Linked DNA regions of Mus musculus: all the other regions are linked to region 2. Evidence: chromatin contacts called from public HiChIP or PLAC-seq data. All regions are on one chromosome and are shown on one strand. The core of a region is the stretch at or near the end of the contact, and the rest is flanking DNA. Distances in the headings are between cores, read along the strand shown.

Region 1 (2,869 bases), core at 177-2,676, 360 kb before region 2:
CCTCCTGCCTCCACATCCCAAGTGCTGGGATTACAGCTGTACACTAAATAAGCACTCTACCAACTAAGCTACATTCCTAGCCCTGTGTGAGATTTAAAAAATGTATTGTATTCAAAAGATTTTCATTTGCTCAGAACAAACTTCTTGGATTCACTCTGTTCCCTCCCAGTTTTTTCTTAAAAGCAAAGCAGCTAAGTTGGGGAGATAGCTCAGTGGGTAAAACCACTCACCACACAAGTATGAGGACCTAAGTTCAAATCCTGGGAACCCATGTAAAACCTGAATGCATAGCACAAACAAATAATCCCATAGGCCTACAGGAACATGGAAGGGAGAAAGAGAAGCCCCCAGAAGTCCAAGAGCCAGCTAGCCTGGCACACACAATGCAAAAAGAAGAGACTGTTGTCTTCTGACTTCCACATGAGCTACACAGTACATGCTCTCCCATATTCTCACAAACACACACACACACACACACAGAGGCATACATACAGACACATAGTGCACACACACAGAACAGGAGTTGGGAATATCTGTTTTTATAATGTTTTACTCTTGGCTACAGTTCTGTATCCATGCCAATAGTCTTCCTCTTTTAAACAAAAAACTAGTATTTGTATGTAACAATTTTATAAATAATAAGGATCTTCAGTTGTATTTACTTTATTTTACAGCTTAAAGCGATAATGGATTGATTGCCCTCAAAAGTTTTATTATGGTTATTTTGATATTATGTCAAGAGCATTGTATAGGGGAGGAAGTCCTAACAGTAGGCTTTCTGTTCCTGCTAATGTGCTGCTCTGTCAGTATAAGAGAAAGAATTCTAGATTGTGTCAAAAGGCAGAATGTTAGCAAGATTGTAAACAGGCCCAAACTTGGTTTTCCTGAAGTGTTCTCACTTAACCACAGAGAGCATGCCCCACTGGAGTCCTGACTGTGGATTCAGCTGCCTTTTCACTTGTCACATGCCACTGCTTGCCTTGACGTGTTTTATTAATACAGTAATGATGTCTTAAGATGTCTATATAGAGATATTGTTGTTTTTATTTCCTGACAAGGAGTGATGCTTTTGTTGAGTTAGACACACACACACACACACACACACACACACTGGTCTTGTTTTGTATCACTGACAGCCCACGGGTTTGGCCACTGTGTGCTGAACTTTCTGTTCCAGACTCTCTGCCAAGAGCTTTATGCAAAACTCTGGTTTTAGTGAAACAGGTTTTATTGTTTTTAGACAGTCATATTAGAAGGTGTTAGCTGTGTGATGCAAATAGAGGAACTGGTGTGTATATATAGCTGTGAGAACAAATGACTAGCAAGGCTGGCTGCTTTTCCTCTTGCTCCTTTAGCCTCAGTCTGTGCTGTTTACTGCTGGAGATCTGAGATGGTGTAATTTTCTTTTCTAGGAACTTGGAATCAGAATCCCTCGGCCACTAGGACACGGACCAAGCAGGTTCATCCCAGAGAAGGAGGTATGCTGTTTTGAAAGTACACAGTGAACTGCCTGCTTTTAAGGAAACATTTTCATGGCCCACATCTGGCATCTGAATGATTGCTGGTCAACAGCATGTTTTACACAGTTATTCAGAGTTAGTCATGCTTTGGCAGTGAGGTCATGGGATTAGAAAGCTGTCAGGGTCATATTGATTTCTAGGATTTCATGATGCATTTTAAGCACCTGTACTTAATCAAGTAAAACTGAGCCTTGTTGTTGACTCCCTCCCTCCACCTGCATATGTTTAGACCTTGCTTGGAAGCAGAGGTGCTCCATCTGACTGGTGAGAGCACTGCACCAGACCTTTAATTCCACATATGTAGAAGCAGCTATGCTTTATTGTCATAAGTTTTTGCTATTAATTGTGATTCTCTTCTCATTAAATGAGAATAGTGTTGTAAGGAAAGGTTTTAATGTCTGCTTGCAAAATCTGGGTATTTAACAGTCTGCTTCTTCGTCTGGATTCTTGTCAACTCTGCAGCTTATCTAGACCCTTTATCTAAAGTTCAGTTCAGCCTTTGTTGTTTATCTCCCACCATATAATGGGACTATTCTTCAGCTACAAGTTTAAATCACAAGTCCTCTCAGGAAACTGTAATCTACTTGTAAATAGATCGGTGCACCACATTCCTGTTCTCTTTAACCGGTTTATAGTGTGTGCAACTGTGGCTCTCCTCTCCTTCCCACAGATGCTGCAGGTGGGCAGTGAAGACGCACAGATGCATGCGTTATTTGCAGACTCCTTTGCTGCTTTGGGTCGTCTGGATAACATCACATTAGTGATGGTTTTCCATCCACAATATTTAGAAAGTTTCTTAAAGACTCAACACTACCTACTACAAATGGATGGGCCATTACCCCTCCATTATCGGCACTACATTGGAATCATGGTTTGTAAAAATCCAATGAAAATTTCTTTCTTTTTTTTTTTTTTAATTTAAGAGGATTAATGCTTTTGACATAGGATAAATATATTACTTATTGTCTGACTTGTAATCATATTCTGACTTGTAATAGCATATAATCAGATAGTTTCTATTTTTTCCTGACTTTAAATAAGTATGTTTTCAAGTATAACCAAAAAAAAACCACTACGAGTAGTTTTATACAATATTAAGAACCATTTTTTTAAAATGTACTCTGTGTGTGTGTGTGTGTGTGTGTGTGTGTGTGTGTGTGTGTGTGTGCATGCGCTCTCGCATGCTTCAGAGACAACTTGAAGGAGTTGGTTCTCTCCTTCACTTTGGGCTTAGACTCTGGTTGTCAGTTTCCCCACTGAGCCTGCGTGCTGGCTGCACCAGAGTCACTCTTGTCTTAGCAGTTAAAATGGAACATAAGATGTAAGAAAGAGATCCTCCCTCCCTCCCT
Region 2 (2,807 bases), core at 177-2,676:
CCATCAGAAGGATATAATGGAATTTCTCTTGAGTCAGAACTGCCCTGAGAAGTCCTGTTTAGCAAAGAAAATGAACAGCCATGTAAAGATTGTTTAACTGCCATATCATGCAAGACCTCAGAGATCTCCAGTGGAGAAAGATAAGCCACAAGCCTCACATGACACTTATGTTTTAGGATGGCTGCCTGTCTACACTGGCACTCAAAGGGAAACGGACCACCTTTAACTTAATGTCACTCTTCCTTTTCTCCTCCAAACATTCTTTATGATCAGTGCTATTTTATTTATAATTATTTCAACAATACTAAAATAATAAATTTCATTTGAAAGAGCCCTAACAGCTGTAAACATGAGCCCCAGCTCCACTGAGGTTTGTAAATAACACAATCTAGTACTCCAGGCTCCATCTTCATTCCCAACGCCCACAGCCCCAAGCACAGCAAGCCAGCCTTCCTTCTAACGGTTAAGGGGGGGGGGGGGGGTTGTGGTATCTTCTGATCCCGACCACTCTGCTCCCAAGGCATCCCGCCATTCTTGAGCCCACTGCAGCTTCTCTGTCCAAACGGAAGGCTGAGCTAGAACGAGTTCCAAGGTTCCCAGCAGTGTGAACACTGCAACGCCACACTCATAAATGAGCCACAAGTTCCAATACCAAACGGGGAAAAGTTGGAGGGTTTCTGATCCAAAACAGATTCTGTGAGCAACACATCCGACAAAGTATGTCTCAATTCCTCATTCATGACTCCTGGTTGCTGCATCCTCTAAATAAATGCATTTCTTTTCTTTCCCCAAGTGTGATTATTATTCCTCTAAAGAGAATTTAAATTAAATCCTGATAGTGAATCCCTGTCTTCGTAGTAACTTTATGTACCTATGTGCCCATGCTGTATGCACACTAATAGTTAAGGCTTACAGTACCATACGGAACATGATGAAGTATGAAACTCATAATGCCAGTAACACAACAGAGGATGAAAGGTTAAAAAAACAAAACAAAACAAAACAAAAACTCCTGCTTGCTTTTGCAGTATTATCCTGACAACAGCCAATGCTTTTGTTTTAATCATGAAACTACAAAAGAATCATTTGGAAACTCACTCGCACCAGCAACAGGGAGGCTCTGCCTCAGACCCGGGGAAGTCAACACTGCGCATAGGGAAAGCCCTGCTTTCCAAAAGCCCACACTACGGAGCAGCAAGCCCTGCCTGATGTAATGGCAGCTGCAGCTGAGGTTCCAGCCTAGACCAGAGGCAGAGAGAAGCTTGCAAGCCTGGACTAGAATCCTGCAGAGTGCACTCTAAGAGTAAAGGCCTGCCTGAGGGACGGTGCGCTTTCCAAGACAGGCGGGAACCAAGGCCTGAGAGGCTGGCAGGAGTGTTTGTGCAAGCACACAGTCCTTCTTAGAACTGAATGTCCCCAGCACTTGGAAAGGAAGTAAACAAAGATCCAGGTCATGCCTGTGTCTGCGGAGCCCGGGGCAGCCAGAGCCTGGCCTGGCAGAGACTCCAGAACCCCTGGATTGCGAGCTTACATCACCAGGCTCTTAACTGTGGGCTGCCTGTGACCAAGAAAAATTACAAAAAGTACAGCCTATATTTCTCTCTGCCATTTAGCTGGCTTAAAAACAAAACAAAACAAAACAAACAAACAAACAAACAAAAAATAAACCAATCCTTTTCTGAAATAAAACGGGATCAGAGGAAAGAGCTTCTTGTGGACCAGGCCACAGTGGACTCCCGAAAGCCATCCATTTCTCCTCAGATCAGATTTATGGTGAACCCCTCCTACCCTCTCAAACTCAAAGCAGACCCAAGGAAAGGCTCAGAGGAAAGTCCTTGAAGAACATGCATTGCACACATGCTGCTGTAAAGCCCACAGCAATCTGGTCACATTATAAACATTCAGGGACCGAGTGAGGCACCTTCATCGCAGTCCAGCAAAAGCATTAAGCTCTCCTTTATTCTTCTCTACATCTAAGTCAGGAGACACGACAGTGAGCAGGGGGGTAGCCAGTCTGTTTACCTTCCTCCCCCAGCACACCAGAAGGCCCCCCCGCTAAGCCACACACACACACACACACACACACACACACACACACCCTGACCCTGAGGCCCTGGTGTCAAGGCAAGGCCGAGCCAAGCTACTTTGGTGAACGTACAGCCTACTGTTCCTGGTCAGCAGGGCACTGCAGCAGTGTGCTCTGTGGCCCTTTTTACAGTTGAAGCTCCATCTTAGCCCCTGCTTTTTCTTTCTTAAAACTGGGGACTGTAAAAGCAGCAGAACTGACGAGAGAGAGGGAAGAAGGCATGTCTACACATTGGCACATGTGTGGTTTTATATAACAAATGCACGCCTGTAAAGCTATCCACACACAACTGAATGTCTGGAATAGTAAAATAACCCATTCGTTAAAAATTATAAAATGTAGCAGCTCATTAAAGATAGTTAACTGTTCAACAACCTCAATTTATCTTTTTTTAAATCTTAATTTTTTTAATATAATTTAATGGGAAAAAAAAAAAAACCAATCCAGTCAACGCAATCCAATCAACAAACTAGCAAAAGGAACAAGCCAAGCGCTGAGAAATTCACAAAATGAATTTTTTTCTTTCTTTGAAATCAAGTCTCACCCTATAGCCCAGACTGACTGGAAATTGACTTATGTAGCCTAAGCTGACTTAGAACTCAGAAAACTTCTGCCTCAATCCCCTGAGTGCTGGGTAAGAGACATGAGCCACCACATAGGCTATAAAATGAGTATTAATAATTTAAAATAACTTGCTTTAAAGGACATATTCTATTTGCCT
Region 3 (2,875 bases), core at 207-2,706, 320 kb before region 2:
GATTGCCACCCCCACCCTGACGTACGGAAACTGAGGCTTCTGGAGACTGAAGGACACGGTGAGGGGCACTCAGGGCCTGTCTGAGCATGCTAATGCACTTCAATACCTCATTCCCAACTACCCTCAACCTCCAATGTCCCACAGACTTGAGGCATTTTTCAGGGGGCGGGGGTTTAAGACAGGGTCTCTCCACATAGCCCTGTATGGCTGCAAACTCACAGAGATCTGCCTGTTTCTGCCTTCTGAGTACTGGGATTAAAGGCCTGCACCGGGCATCTTTGACCCTTCACCAACCTCTCAAACTGGTTGCCTCACTTCTCTTGTGAAAGGCGCCCCTGGTGGCCGGTCTGTGCACTGCAGGAGGAGACTTGGAATCTCTTCATCTCAGGAGCAGAGCAATCTCCTCTGCTCAAAAGCATCCACTGCCTGTCCCCTCACCCTAAGGAGCATCCAACTCAGCCATCTGCCCCGTGTGACTGATAGTGCTTTACCACCCACAGGCAGCCAGAGTGGACACATGATTCTCACACGGCACCCTAAAATAGTCCCCGTGCATGATGCTGACCACAGGCAAAGGACTGATGTCAAGCTGTCACAGAAGGAATAAACTATGTTCCACAGACTCCTCATACTTAGGAGACAACTCCTATCCAGCCTAGGAAAACATTTTAGAAGGACCTTTAAGAATTAAGTTAAAGGGGGTTGAAAATTTAACACTCCCCATGCCCTTAACCAGAAAATTAATCAAGACACCCTGTTTTAAACTGGCTAAAACTGCCTGCATCTTAGAGTTGAGTTAGGATTTCCAGTTTGCTTTATCCGACTTTCCACCCTTAAATAAAACCTAAACATTTGAGTTTACAGGTGGCTAAAGAATAAAAGTCACCAAAGGCAGGCTGCAGACTTCTGAGAAAATACTGATTTACCTATCCTATCAGCACTGGCGGCGGGTTGACGGTTAGCCTGAGAGAATACATATTCATTCATTCATATATATATATATATATATATATATATATATATATAATCAGACCAATCTGAGAGACCACAGACTCAAAACTGCAGACCTAAGCAGACCATTCTGAAGGCAGAGATGACCACCTACCCACCCATCCAACTGCCAACCCAGCCACCCTATCAGCAATTATTCACTGAGTACCCACACTCCACACCTCTGAATGTGGCTCCCCCTCAAAAACACCAGGGCAACAGTTAGACTTTTACTGCGATGGGTTCTTTTTTAAGGCACAGACATAAAGGCATTTGGGCTCTGAGCTGAGTGGGGGAAGAGCCCGTTCCACAAGGACAAAAACAGTGGGAGCTGGAAAGAATGAGCAAGCTTCGGCCCACTGAGCCTGCCCGGTCAGGGGTGCAGAACGAGGGCAAGGCTGAACAAGGAGCTCACTCAGCCAAATGCTCTCACTTGCTCGCCTGCCTGCTCGCTCGCCCAGCACCGCTGGGAATGTGCCTGCAGAGAGGCTGGGAAGGCAGCCAAAGGGCACACTCCTGCCAGGGAGGAGGCAGAGAGCCAGTGGAAGCAAGTTGCCACACAAAGACACCAGGGGAAAGGGGTGGAGGGCTCTTCCTAACCAATCCAGCACAGTTGCTAAGAGGATGTGAGGAAGGGAGGGTGGGTTATCTCTGCGCGGCTAAATGCCTGGCCCAAGTTAGAAACATGGGGAGGGTGGGACGCTCTGCTTGCCGCCCCATCTCCAGCCATTCCAGGTCTCTCTCTTCCTGCAACAGGATGTCGGAGCTGTCCAAATCAGAGCTCATGCTGCATGCCTGGCTGGAGGGGTGGCTCACCCTCCAGGTCTGAGTGGAACTATGCAGAACAAGAGGCTGACTTTAAAAATACAGCACAAGAAGGGCCAGTCTGGTGATGCCGGACCCTGCTTGCCAAGCTTTGCCTGTCATCCCGCCGCATTTAGTAGCTCTGTTTAGAAAAGGAGAAAGAAAGAAATCTGCCCTGTCCAAAAGTGGGAGAGCTGGAGAGGCGGAGGAGGATCCGTGGTGACGGGGCGGCTAATGTAGATAAGGATTGTTCTTTGTGAACTTCGTGTGACCTTTGTAAAAGGCTGCCCCTTACATAAGTCTTATTTCAGGCATTTTCTACCAGAGTTCTTGCCCAGTAGATATTTACAGAAGAGATGGGGAAAATCCCTTTATGTTCTTCCAAAATTCAAACCCACACATACTGTGATGGGCTTCTAAATGTAGTAGTGCTGACATCAGAGGCACCTCAGAAGCTAGCCCTGCCTCAGCACCACAGCTTGCTCCTTCTCCCTTATTAAGCCCATCTGTTTGCACATTTGGTTTGTACCAAATGCAATTTACACCATAAAGCAGACAATATGTGCCTAGTGCTTAAATGAGATCTACCATTTAATTGGATCTTGATAGGAATTCTTACCTAAACTGGAAAGTGTGGCTTTGAATGGAGTTGATGGCAACTGTTTTCTGTCTCAGTTTTGTGCCCATTGAGACCTGAGCTACAGATTGTCTTAGCACTTGTACATAAGTTGAGAACTCGCTTGTTGCCCCTGTGGAAGTCTATTCTGAAAACTTCTGTAGAGCCCCACCCCCACCCCTGCCCACACCCCCAGAGAAATACCACATACAAACTCAGCTCACTTCACCCAGGGCTGGGAGTAAGATTTGTTGTCAACAGAAATAACACACCACTCTCAAACATGTCTGCTGCAAACTTACGAAGTTCAGATGTGGCTAAACACACATTTACACACATCTGTGCTCTTTCAAAGGGAAAATCTACAGGAACATTGGACCGTTTTAATGACATTTAATGTGCTTGTCTCATGCAACAAATCAAGAGCTGGGGGCTTGGCTAGCTAACTGTGGTCCATGAGATTTC

The links. HiChIP or PLAC-seq counts read pairs in DNA pulled down with a chosen protein or histone mark.
Region 1: a contact with region 2 is called in an H3K27ac HiChIP or PLAC-seq map of heart atrium, with 7 read pairs. The contact joins two enhancer-like sites. A contact is called at or near these places in 1 of 484 Hi-C or Micro-C datasets (liver), 3 of 115 datasets of contacts at active chromatin or transcription factors (embryonic stem cells, heart atrium and stem cell-derived neural progenitor cells) and 1 of 9 other capture datasets (adipose tissue).
Region 3: a contact with region 2 is called in an H3K27ac HiChIP or PLAC-seq map of heart atrium, with 8 read pairs. The contact joins two enhancer-like sites. A contact is called at or near these places in 1 of 15 datasets of contacts at CTCF or cohesin (the NIH/3T3 cell line) and 1 of 115 datasets of contacts at active chromatin or transcription factors (heart atrium).

The regions. Positions count from the first base shown.
Region 1 is chr10:41,892,630-41,895,498 of GRCm38.p6, forward strand. It overlaps Sesn1 (sestrin 1), which reads left to right. Exons shown (of 10, transcript NM_001162908.1): 2 at 1,413-1,478; 3 at 2,191-2,391. Among named protein-coding and RNA genes, the nearest start is that of Gm33058, 65 kb to the right of the region's middle. Within about 2 kb of position 1,427, at least 118 of the 459 cell types and tissues checked have an H3K27ac peak or open chromatin away from gene starts, as enhancers often do. A contact at or near this core is called in adipose tissue, heart atrium and liver, where this site is marked.
Region 2 is chr10:42,250,030-42,252,836 of GRCm38.p6, forward strand. The region is part of intron 2 of Foxo3 (forkhead box O3); the gene reads right to left. The region is part of intron 1 of Gm38485 (a long non-coding RNA gene); the gene reads right to left. Among named protein-coding and RNA genes, the nearest start is that of Gm38485, 23 kb to the right of the region's middle. Within about 2 kb of position 1,427, at least 124 of the 459 cell types and tissues checked have an H3K27ac peak or open chromatin away from gene starts, as enhancers often do. A contact at or near this core is called in adipose tissue, heart atrium and liver, where this site is marked.
Region 3 is chr10:41,933,340-41,936,214 of GRCm38.p6, forward strand. All of the region lies in intron 12 of Armc2 (armadillo repeat containing 2), which reads right to left. Among named protein-coding and RNA genes, the nearest start is that of Gm33058, 24 kb to the right of the region's middle. Within about 2 kb of position 1,457, at least 158 of the 459 cell types and tissues checked have an H3K27ac peak or open chromatin away from gene starts, as enhancers often do. A contact at or near this core is called in heart atrium, where this site is marked.